Linked DNA regions of Mus musculus: all the other regions are linked to region 3. Evidence: chromatin contacts called from public Hi-C and HiChIP or PLAC-seq data. All regions are on one chromosome and are shown on one strand. The core of a region is the stretch at or near the end of the contact, and the rest is flanking DNA. Distances in the headings are between cores, read along the strand shown.

Evidence for each region. Hi-C and Micro-C count contacts between places; a contact is called where the count stands out from the background. HiChIP or PLAC-seq counts read pairs in DNA pulled down with a chosen protein or histone mark.
Region 1: a contact with region 3 is called in a Hi-C map of muscle stem cells, with 2.2 times the contacts expected there. The contact joins the enhancer-like site here to the promoter of Chst8 in region 3. A contact is called at or near these places in 2 of 39 promoter capture datasets (the 3T3-L1 cell line and embryonic stem cells), 9 of 484 Hi-C or Micro-C datasets (the AtT-20 cell line, cerebral cortex, granulosa cells and 5 more), 6 of 115 datasets of contacts at active chromatin or transcription factors (embryonic hindbrain, embryonic stem cells, neural progenitor cells and 1 more) and 3 of 9 other capture datasets (adipose tissue, liver and pancreatic islet).
Region 2: a contact with region 3 is called in an H3K4me3 HiChIP or PLAC-seq map of embryonic stem cells, with 3 times the contacts expected there. The contact joins the enhancer-like site here to the promoter of Chst8 in region 3. A contact is called at or near these places in 12 of 39 promoter capture datasets (the 3T3-L1 cell line, cranial neural crest, embryonic stem cells and 7 more), 5 of 484 Hi-C or Micro-C datasets (Th1 cells, cerebral cortex, cortical glia and 2 more), 9 of 115 datasets of contacts at active chromatin or transcription factors (differentiating embryonic stem cells, embryonic forebrain, embryonic hindbrain and 5 more) and 1 of 9 other capture datasets (adipose tissue).

The regions. Positions count from the first base shown.
Region 1 is chr7:34,745,463-34,748,318 of GRCm38.p6, reverse strand. It overlaps Chst8 (carbohydrate sulfotransferase 8), which reads left to right. Exons shown (of 4, transcript NM_175140.4): 2 at 42-257. The coding sequence starts at 128. Among named protein-coding and RNA genes, the nearest start is that of Gm38987, 66 kb to the left of the region's middle. Within about 2 kb of position 1,553, at least 44 of the 459 cell types and tissues checked have an H3K27ac peak or open chromatin away from gene starts, as enhancers often do. A contact at or near this core is called in muscle stem cells and olfactory sensory neurons, where this site is marked.
Region 2 is chr7:34,688,907-34,692,113 of GRCm38.p6, reverse strand. The region is part of intron 2 of Chst8 (carbohydrate sulfotransferase 8); the gene reads left to right. Among named protein-coding and RNA genes, the nearest start is that of Gm12781, 31 kb to the right of the region's middle. Within about 2 kb of position 1,758, at least 14 of the 459 cell types and tissues checked have an H3K27ac peak or open chromatin away from gene starts, as enhancers often do.
Region 3 is chr7:34,811,355-34,814,548 of GRCm38.p6, reverse strand. It overlaps Chst8 (carbohydrate sulfotransferase 8), which reads left to right and starts at 1,838. Exons shown (of 4, transcript NM_175140.4): 1 at 1,838-2,203. It overlaps Gm38987 (a long non-coding RNA gene), which reads right to left and starts at 1,841. Exons shown (of 3, transcript XR_881950.3): 1 at 1,373-1,841.

The DNA of each region.
Region 1 (2,856 bases), core at 304-2,803, 66 kb after region 3:
ATCCTGCAACTGAAACCCGCTTCTTCCATTCTGTCTTGTAGACCCCAGCCTGATGGATGTCTGGTGTGGATAATGAGGGAAGAACGTGCCTTTTACACCCAAGAGGTGACCCCGGAGCGTGCCCCGGATGACCCCACGACTCGGAACGATGCGGCTAGCCTGCATGTTCTCGTCCATCCTGCTGTTTGGAGCTGCGGGCCTGCTCCTCTTCATCAGCCTCCAGGACCCTATAGAGCTCAGCCCCCAGCAAGTTCCAGGTGAGCCCCGAGGTTGCTACTTAACACTGCGGGTCGCATGCTGACCTTCCTGATGGCCCTGGTGTGCCGGGGCTGGGTGACGGTAACCCTTGTAAACAGAGAAAGGGCCCTGGCTTCCTCCTAGCAGGCGTCGGTGTCAGTGTGGGGGCGTCAGGCCACCAGTTTCAAGGCCGTGGTTCTGGATTCCATAGCAATTGAGCAGCCCCTGGTGTGGGCGATGGAGAGGCTGCCCATCTGGTCAGCCAGTTTGTTGTCTTCAGTGAATCTCAGACTTAGGAAATTCTGCCAACTCTCGGGGCATCTTCCACATTGTTCTGAATACCAGTGGATAACGTCTTTCTTTTTTTTTTTTTTAATGTCACTGGGAATTGAACCCAGGGTCTTACCCCTTGATCATTCTTCATTACTTTGATTTTGATTCATGGTCTGGCCTTGAACTTATGACCCTACCTTATCCTCCTGAGTAGCTGGCCTTATAGGGCTGCACCACCAGACCCAGATGAACATGTCTTCTTTTGAAAACTTTTCTTATAGCTGGGTGTGGTGGTGCACACCTTTAATCCCAGCACGTGAGAGGCAGAGGCGGATACAGATGAATCTCTGAGTTTGAGACCAGCCTGGTCAACATCCAGGTCAGCCAGGACTATGTAGTGAAATCCCAGCTCAAAAAAATAATTCTGTTGCATGAATTAATTACTTTATTTATTGGGTGGTGGACATGCTGGTGGGATCTGAGGAGCCTTTCTTCTTCTGAACTTCGTGACTGGAGTCTGACTCAATTTCCCTGTCCAGTTCTGAGGATCCCTCGAACTTGGTCCCTCTGGCCTGAGACAGAAATTAAATCACATGCTGGATTTGTGAGGCTCAGACCCACTCTTAACACACACACACACACACACACACACACACACACACACACACACACACACATTTCCTCCGTACCTCTGACCCATTGGAATAGTTAATGTCTGCTGGGGATGTGGGGTGTAGTCAGTGAGAGGAACATGTGGGACACTTAGGGCAGATAGGGTGTGGAAAGAGGGGGGTCTCCGGGGCTCTTGGTGCCAGATATGATGAAGCTGGCTGTCACAGGCGTGAGCCCGAGGCTGGAGGTTAATCTGCTTAGAAGAAGAGGAAACCTGGCTTCCAGGACACAGCACTAGCAGAGATCTATTGTGAGGAGCCCTCAGAGGTGTGCTTCCTCTCGAGGGACATGTGCATGAACACACTGCTAGCAGGAACAAGATGAAAGAGATGTGCACGCCAGAGGTTTAGATGGATGGCTTCCTGTGACACTCCGGTTTGCAGCCTGAAGCACAGGAGGGATGGATGCCCCCTCTCCTCCAGCCAGGGGCTCTTTCCCTAGCACTAGCCCCAGCTCCCCCAACTCAGTTCCTCGCCCCCTTTGTACCACTTCATTGTTTTGCTTCTGCAAACTGGAGCTCTGAACCTCAATACAGTGGCCTTGAGCCCAGATTGAAGGCCACAGGTCTCAAGAGGACAGGAAGAAACGCACATAAAGCCCAGAATCCTGCCTAAACCCGGCAGCCGCTGCCAGAAGCCCTGCATGGGGTGTGGAGGCTGACGAGTTACCTCTTTCATCACAGTGAGTAAGAAGCCAGTTCAGTTGCAGGCCCCAGAAACAGTGGGTAAGCCACTGTGCTGACGCACACCCGGGTCAACCCCTACAGCTGGCGGCTGTCAAAAATGGGTCCAGCTTCTCCCAGCTTCTGAGGAAGCGAGTGTGCGTGACTGAGCTGGCTCCTCTGGGGACTTTGTAGCCTCTTGAGAGCTCCAGAATAGCTAGTGACATTGAGTCAGCACAGCTGGGTCCCACAGGACAGAACCATCACAGTACAGGAACTAAATGGTCCCTGAGACTATGTGTAGTCTGTGCAAAAAGAAACCAGACAGTAAGGGAGCTTGAAGACGGCTAGAAGGAATCGTGCCTCTGGTGGGTGCCCTAATGTGTGTGGTTGTGGTGCATACGCAGGCCAGGGGTCCAGCCATCTGATGTCTGTACTGTGGGAGGGGCCGGGGAGAAAAGGCATAAGTTTATGTATGGTGCCCATCTGGGTCAGGAGGGCCCCTCTGTGGTCCCTTCTAGGATAGGTCATATTGTCAGGTGAGATTCTGCTCTGTTGATCTTGGAATATGCCCTGCCATGCCAACAGCCAGCTGGTAGAGCAGAACCCTTAATTTCAAAGGCACTGGATTTCTGTCCCTCTTTCTACCTAGCACTGCTCTGAAACAGCTGTCCAAGTGCACAGATGTGTGAGTTACAGACGGGTGGGAACCAGAGTATGGTTGGGAGTTCTGGGGTAGAGTGGTACAGTGTGGTGGAGAGGCGCTGGAGCCTCAGACCCTCAGATCGTAGGGTGAGGGACTGCCATGGAGCATTCCCCTGTGGTGGGTGGAGCCAGGTGAGGTGCGTGGGTGGGTCTTCACTGTGAAGTTCTATTGGCAGATGCAGGGGAGCCACGCTCAACGTGCTTACGTGATGGGCAACCCTGCTGGTCTATGTAAATCACACCAAACACAGTCATAAAACTTTAAGTAATGCTTACGTTCCTTTCCCTGAGCGAAGTGCTCCTGACAC
Region 2 (3,207 bases), core at 509-3,008, 120 kb after region 3:
GCATCTTCACAGAGGGATTTTCTGAGGAGACTGCCCAATTCTAAGTACACATGACAAGGGTGGACGGTCCAGATCACCGTCTAATGCTTTTGTGCAGGGTCATTGCTAAGGAGCATGGTGTTACAAGTGACGATGGCCTTGGGTGTCGCCAGGCCGCACTGTGCAGCTTGTTTCTCTGCTGCCTCGCACTGCTGAGGCGGAAGATGGGTTCGGTGGCTCATGTCTATGATCCCAGCACTCTAGAGGCTGACCCATAAGTCTGAAGCTAGCCTGGGCTACAGAGTAAGAGCCCTCCCTAACCCCCCCCCAACAAACAAACAATGCAATTAAGCGTACAGTCCCAGGCTGGCTAATGGGCACTATTTGCACCCAGCCCTGACTGCCTATAGGTAGAGAGTTCTACACTAAGGCAATGTTCAGATCTGCACTTCAGGTTTGGGCTAACACAACATCATTCTCCCTTCTCCCACCCCCACCCCCACCCCTGGCTCCTTCGTCCCTGACAGAATTTACTGTGGAGAGGACCCGACTGACTGACCATTTGTTGGAAGCTCTCCTCACCCTCCTCATGCTTGCCCCTGACCCACTAAGCCCTCCACTATTCAACAAAATCTACCATCCCCCACTCCTCTCCCCTTGAGTTCCTGACCTCTCATGTCCCATCCACACCATGACATCATTCCGAATCCATTTTCCCCATCTCCTTTGGGCCTCACTCACATCAGGCTGCTTCTGAGGTGCCCCAAGAGTGACCTTTGAGTATGTAGCCCTTAGAAACCCCTCCCTCGCTTCCTCAGCCTCACAGGCAGGGCCCTGGGAACAGTCAGCTTTCTTGACTCTACAGTGCATGGAGCTTGTGGGGCAGTGTGTGTGGAGAACTCAGTCCCACCAGGAAGGTTTACTGTCTTCATTGCCTTGGCTGCTCTGAAGCCAGTGTGCTCAGCCTTCTTACACGCTGGACGAGATAGATCTCCAGGGAGAAACCCCAAGGGGCTGCATACAAGATCTGGGCTGGGCAGAGTAAGGCTGGCCATTATAAAAACAGGCTAGGTGGTGTCTACATGCGTCATTCCCAAGCCCACTGTTCACATCTGTACTCTGGGGTCTTACCTGCTCACATCTGTATTCTGGGGTCTTACCTGCTCTCCTATATACAGATCTTCAGACCAGAGGCCTCCTGGGTTACTCTTGCCCCAGACTTTGGCTGTACCTTGACTGCACCTTGAAGGCCCTTCCTGGGAGATTCCCTTTCCTTTCCGAATGTGGACTATAGCTACTCAGATGCTTAGCAGGGAAAAGCCACGCCAAGCTCTCCCTGCCTCCCTGCCTCCCCCTGGAATGATCCAGGGAGCTCCTGGCCTTGCCTTTGCAATCCAATCTGTCACGGAACAGAGGCCCCTGTGGTCAAGTGCTGAATGGGATGGGAGGGCCCAGCTAATGTAGTTGCCTGCCCACCCTGCTGGAGTCAGGACTGGGAGACTCAGGGATCCCTCTGGATAGAATCGAGGTCAGCATTGGCCACCAGTACACAGCCACCAAGAATCAGTGTCCACCCCTGAACCCCTAGACAGGCCTTAGGTGACCCTCTTTTCTGAGAGGGGGTGGAGCGGGCTGCCTCACTCAGGACAGAGTGTGAGGGACATGCCCACTCCAAAGAAGCATCCGCTAAGACGGATTCGCTTTTGTGGCTCTTCAGGGTATCACGAAGAGCAGCTGTGACAGGTCTGACAGCCACAGGCCGGCTCAGTAATTGACGCTGCCGCCTGAGCGACACATCCAGAGGCCAGCTGAAGCTGGAAAGATCATTATCTTTCGGTCAGGCCACTACAGTAATGAGGCTGCCCCACTGACTGCCTCCAAAGGCCAGTAAGGGAGGCGGTGAACACGCTTGTCCTTGGAGTGGCCAACACAGGGCAGAGCCATTCGATGCTAGCATGAGGCTCTCTGTGTGATCCACTTTTTTTTTTTAAAGAAGAAACTTATTTTTTTAAGATTTATTACTTTTTAAAAAATTTATTTATGTGAGTACACTGCAGCCGTCTTGAGACACACACTAGAAGAGTGCATTGGGTTCCATTACAGATGATTGTAAGCCACCATGTGGTTGCTGAGATTTGAACTCAGGACCTCCGGAAGAGAAGACAGTGCTCTTAACCGCTGAGCCATCTCTCCAGCCCATCCATTTAAACCAAATTCGCTGCCTTCCCACTGAGATGGGAGGAGAGCAATCCGAGGGTACTCTGTCCTGCAAGCAGTTACACTCACCCTGTTTTGTTTAAGTTTGGTTGTTTTAGACAGAATCTCACATAGCCTAAGCCAGCCTGGAGCCCACTGCATGGCTGAGATTAGCCTTGAATTCCTGTGCCCTTGCCCCCATGTCCCAAGTGCTAGGATGTTAGGCATGTGACATCACACCCAGGTCCATCATCACATTTATGACTCCCAGGTCCTGTGCCTCCATCCTGTTTTCCTGGCTCTCCTGCCACTCTGGTAAGTGCTGTTTTTTCACACACATGCACCTATACACACACACATGCAAAGACACATGCACACACAACACCAGCAAGAAATGGACTCCTGGATGTGTATGGCTGCTTATCCAGCCCCAACTGATCCTCCCCTTCCCCTCCCCCTCCCCCTCCCCCTCCCCTTCCCCCTCACCCTTCCCCTTCTCCTTCCTCTCCTGCCCTCTCTACTTGGCAATGCCATACCATAATCACTCTCGTGGGACTTGTTCCCTTTCAGCAGAAGAACCAGAGTCCAACTTAACACTCAAGCCAGAAACCAGTAGCTGCCTCTCTCCACTCCCAGCCAGGCCCCTAGGTCCTGCTGCTGACTTGAAGCCAGCTTTTATCAGCCGAGGGAGGGACTTGCTCCATGTTCACAGCAACAGCGTGAAATCTGCTGCGGTGGAAATATTTACATTTTGGAAATCAGCTTAGAGGTCAGACTCCTCCCCCAGCTCGCTGCTCAGGCAGGAGCTCACCCCTAAGCTGAAGTGTTCATCTTGGCCTTGCCTACTTGGTTTTACTATCGTCTGAGCCAGCCTCTGGGGTCTCTCACCTGTTCAAGGGTGGATCCTGCTGATCTGTCTTCTGGTCCTCATCACACGGTCGTCCTTGAGTTCAGAACAAGCCCAGAGATGAGGTCTTGAACCCTGGGAGATAAAGTCTGGTGCTTTTAGGATCATAAAACTCCTTGCTTGTC
Region 3 (3,194 bases), core at 589-3,088:
GGGACCAGCTGGCTGGAAGGCAGGTAACTTTTTACCCATCCCCTTCTTTGTTTCTATCTTTTCTACTCTGCTCTGACAGTGTTTGGCTATAGCTTGGGGTTTTTACTGCCCCAATCCTCCCGACTCTCCACTCCTGTCCCTCAAATCCATTATGTTCAACTGAACTTGACTAAGGGGACATATACTTGCACCTTCCTTCCCACGAGTAGCTTGTACAGCCAGAGGAGCTGTAGAGGTCACAGCACAGCCGGAGCCTCAGACCATCTTGAGCTCTCTGGCATTCCACTTTGAAACCGGGATACCTGGGCCAACCCCAGCTCCACCAACCCCACCCCCACCCCCACCCAGAATTGTTGACAGTAGCACCTTAGTGGCATCTTGTAGCACATACTTCATTGTTGCAAAACTAAAAAGGGATAAAAGGTAGCTGGGTGTTGTGTTACATGCCTGTAACCCAAGCACTTGGAGGCTGAGAAAGGAAGATCATGTGTTCATGGTTAGCCTGGGCTACACAGAGAGAACCTATCTCAAAAACAGAAACAAAACAAAAACAATGGAAGGGAAGGCTACCATATGCTTGACTGCCAACTCACTTGCCCTGAAGAGGATCCTTGGATACTCTGAGTTCACAGCAGTCATTAAAGAAGCCCAACTACCACTCAGGCCTTTCAAGCTTGCTAGTGTTAGAGGCTCCCTTGCCCTCCACATCTCTAGTGTTAGTATCTCTGCTCCTTATCAGGGCTGCCACACCCTTATCTGGTCACTCAAAGGCCACAGATCCACCTCAGTCTTTAGCTTCATCACCCATCTGGGATGGAGCTGGGTCAACCAACCAACCAATCAACCAACCAACCAGTCCACTCAGGGAGGGGAGAGGCCACAGCCACCGCTCTGTTTTACTGGAAGCTTCTTTTCAGTTTTGTTTTGTTTTGTTTTGTTTAATTTTATTCTGTATGTCCCTTCAAGACCAGGCTTGTTTACTGGTTGGCACCGCTGAGAATGGTTGCTAGATGCGCACCCAGCCTTCCCTTCTAGTGTCTGATTGCCCCCTGCAGGTCGGGGCTTCTCTTCTCTGGAAAAATCAAGATTTGAATCCACAGCCCTGGAACCGAGTCCCGGTTCTACACTTGTACTGTGTGGCTGTGGGTAGGAGGTTTCCCCACTCATTTATTCTGGGTTTGGAGGGAGGGGAGAGGTTGCTTGCTTCAGCCCTCAAGCTGGTGCCAGACCGACGCTTAAGGATGAAGTTCTTAAGTGAGAATCCGGCTCACTGGGCACTTGTGGTTAACTGAGACCCAGAAATTTAGTGGTGAGTGCCAACAAGAGACAGGCCTTGTCCAAATTCCACGCGTACTGTAGTCTGGGAACCTACCTGAATTTTTCTGCGCACCAATTCCTTTGCAAGCCCCGCGGCCGCTCAGCTTTGGGTCCAAGACCCTGCTTGCTAGCGCCTTCTCTTTTTCCCTAGGTCAGCGCAGGGTTACTCAGTGTCGCCACTGGGGCAGTGGCAGCTAAGAAGCTGCGGAGTGGAGTCAAGCGGCAGACCAGAGTCCAGCACTCGGGGATCCCCGAGCTGGGCGCAGCCCGCGCCAATACCGCCCCACCCCCCCGCTGCCTCCCGACCGCGCCCAGCGGCAGCTCCCACAGAGCGCGCGGCCAGTGGGGCTGCTGAAGCCGCAGAGCGCGCGTGGGCGTGGCGCCCGTGAGCTCCCGAGAGGGCTGAGCGATCGGGGAAGAGATTTCCCCCATCTCTGCCCTGCCACCGGGATCGCCTCTTTCCACCGTGGGGCGGGGCCCGGACTGGGGGCGGGGCGCCGGGCGGGCGCGGCGCTATTTCCAGCCTTGCCGGAGGCTTCGCTCGCACTTCGCTGGGAGCCTTCCCGGCGCGTGAGCCGGATCCGGTGGCACCGCGGGGAAGAGACAGGACCGGGCGGTGGCGGCAGAGACAGGGGGACGCACCCGGTGCAGAAGATCCAATAGGAGCACGCCGCCGCAACCTCTCCCGCGCGCTCCGGTCGCCGACTCTACGCCGATCGCCCACTCCCCGCACCTTGGACTACACCGGGAAAAAGACGCAGCCTGGCCCGAACTGGGGCGGAGATCCTTCTTGCTTCCCAAGAGCTCCGGAGGGAAGATTCTCCCGCCGCCGAGAACCCCGCCGGACTGGAGGAACCCGTGGCCTGGAGAGCGCTGGCTGTGCCAGGTAAGTGGCTGCGCCCTGTTCCCTCTCTATGTTGATAGTTCACCCGAAGGGTTGTCCCTGGAAATCCCAGGATGATGCCGGGACTGTTCTGAGCGCAAACCCCGCCACTAGACGTGGTTCAGAGTCCTAAGCTGCAGGTGCTGTTGGGGCATGCGGTGCTTGGGTCTGGCGATACTTTGGGGACCAGCCCCCGTGAGTGGGAACTTTAATTAGACTTTGGATTCTTGGTTTTCTCCGCGCCTGGGAACTGCCTCTCTCTCCTAGGGCTCGCCTCCAGGACCCTTCGCTCCTCTTCTTAACCCTGGATGCTGGGTGCGTGTAAGCTGCTTTGGGCGCTGAGCGACGAGTGCTCGAGGGCCGGGCTGGAGCGTCCAGAGCGCCGAGGCTTTGGTGTGCGCTTGGAACTGGGACTTAGAGGCCAGTTGGGGTGCGTAGGGCGAAAGGGGAAGTTACAAGCGACCTTGGCTCCCTACCAGGAGACGCAAGGTGTCCCCGCGCTCCATCGCGCGCATCTCCACCCCTCAACTCTCTAGGGCCCCGGCCTGTTTTGTGCTCCCGGCGAGTGTGCGTGCGTCAGCGATCGCAAGGAGGTGTGTGTATGCGTGTGTCCCCGAGTGCGGGAGTCGGAGCCTCAGGCGGCTGAGGGTAGGGGATGGTGAAATGATCTGCTTTACAGCGGGACCGAGCTCAGCCCTAGCTAGCGGCTGTTGCAACTTCAGCTGCTGCGTGGGGCTGTTTTGCTCATACTATGGCCTGGCCAGGAGAATGTACGTTCTCTGGTTTGGGCAGGGTCAGAGGTGGCGCTTGGGCATCAAGTGACCTCTCTCTATTTCCCGCGCAGTACTCCAAACCCTAACTTTAGTTGTATATCTTGTCTCTGGGCCCTTCGGCCCTCACCTGGGGTTGTAACAGTCGGGGAACTGTGCCCTGGATTTCGGACATACCGGTTGGATCTTGGAACAGTCTGTCCTGCAGCCATTTCGGCATCACC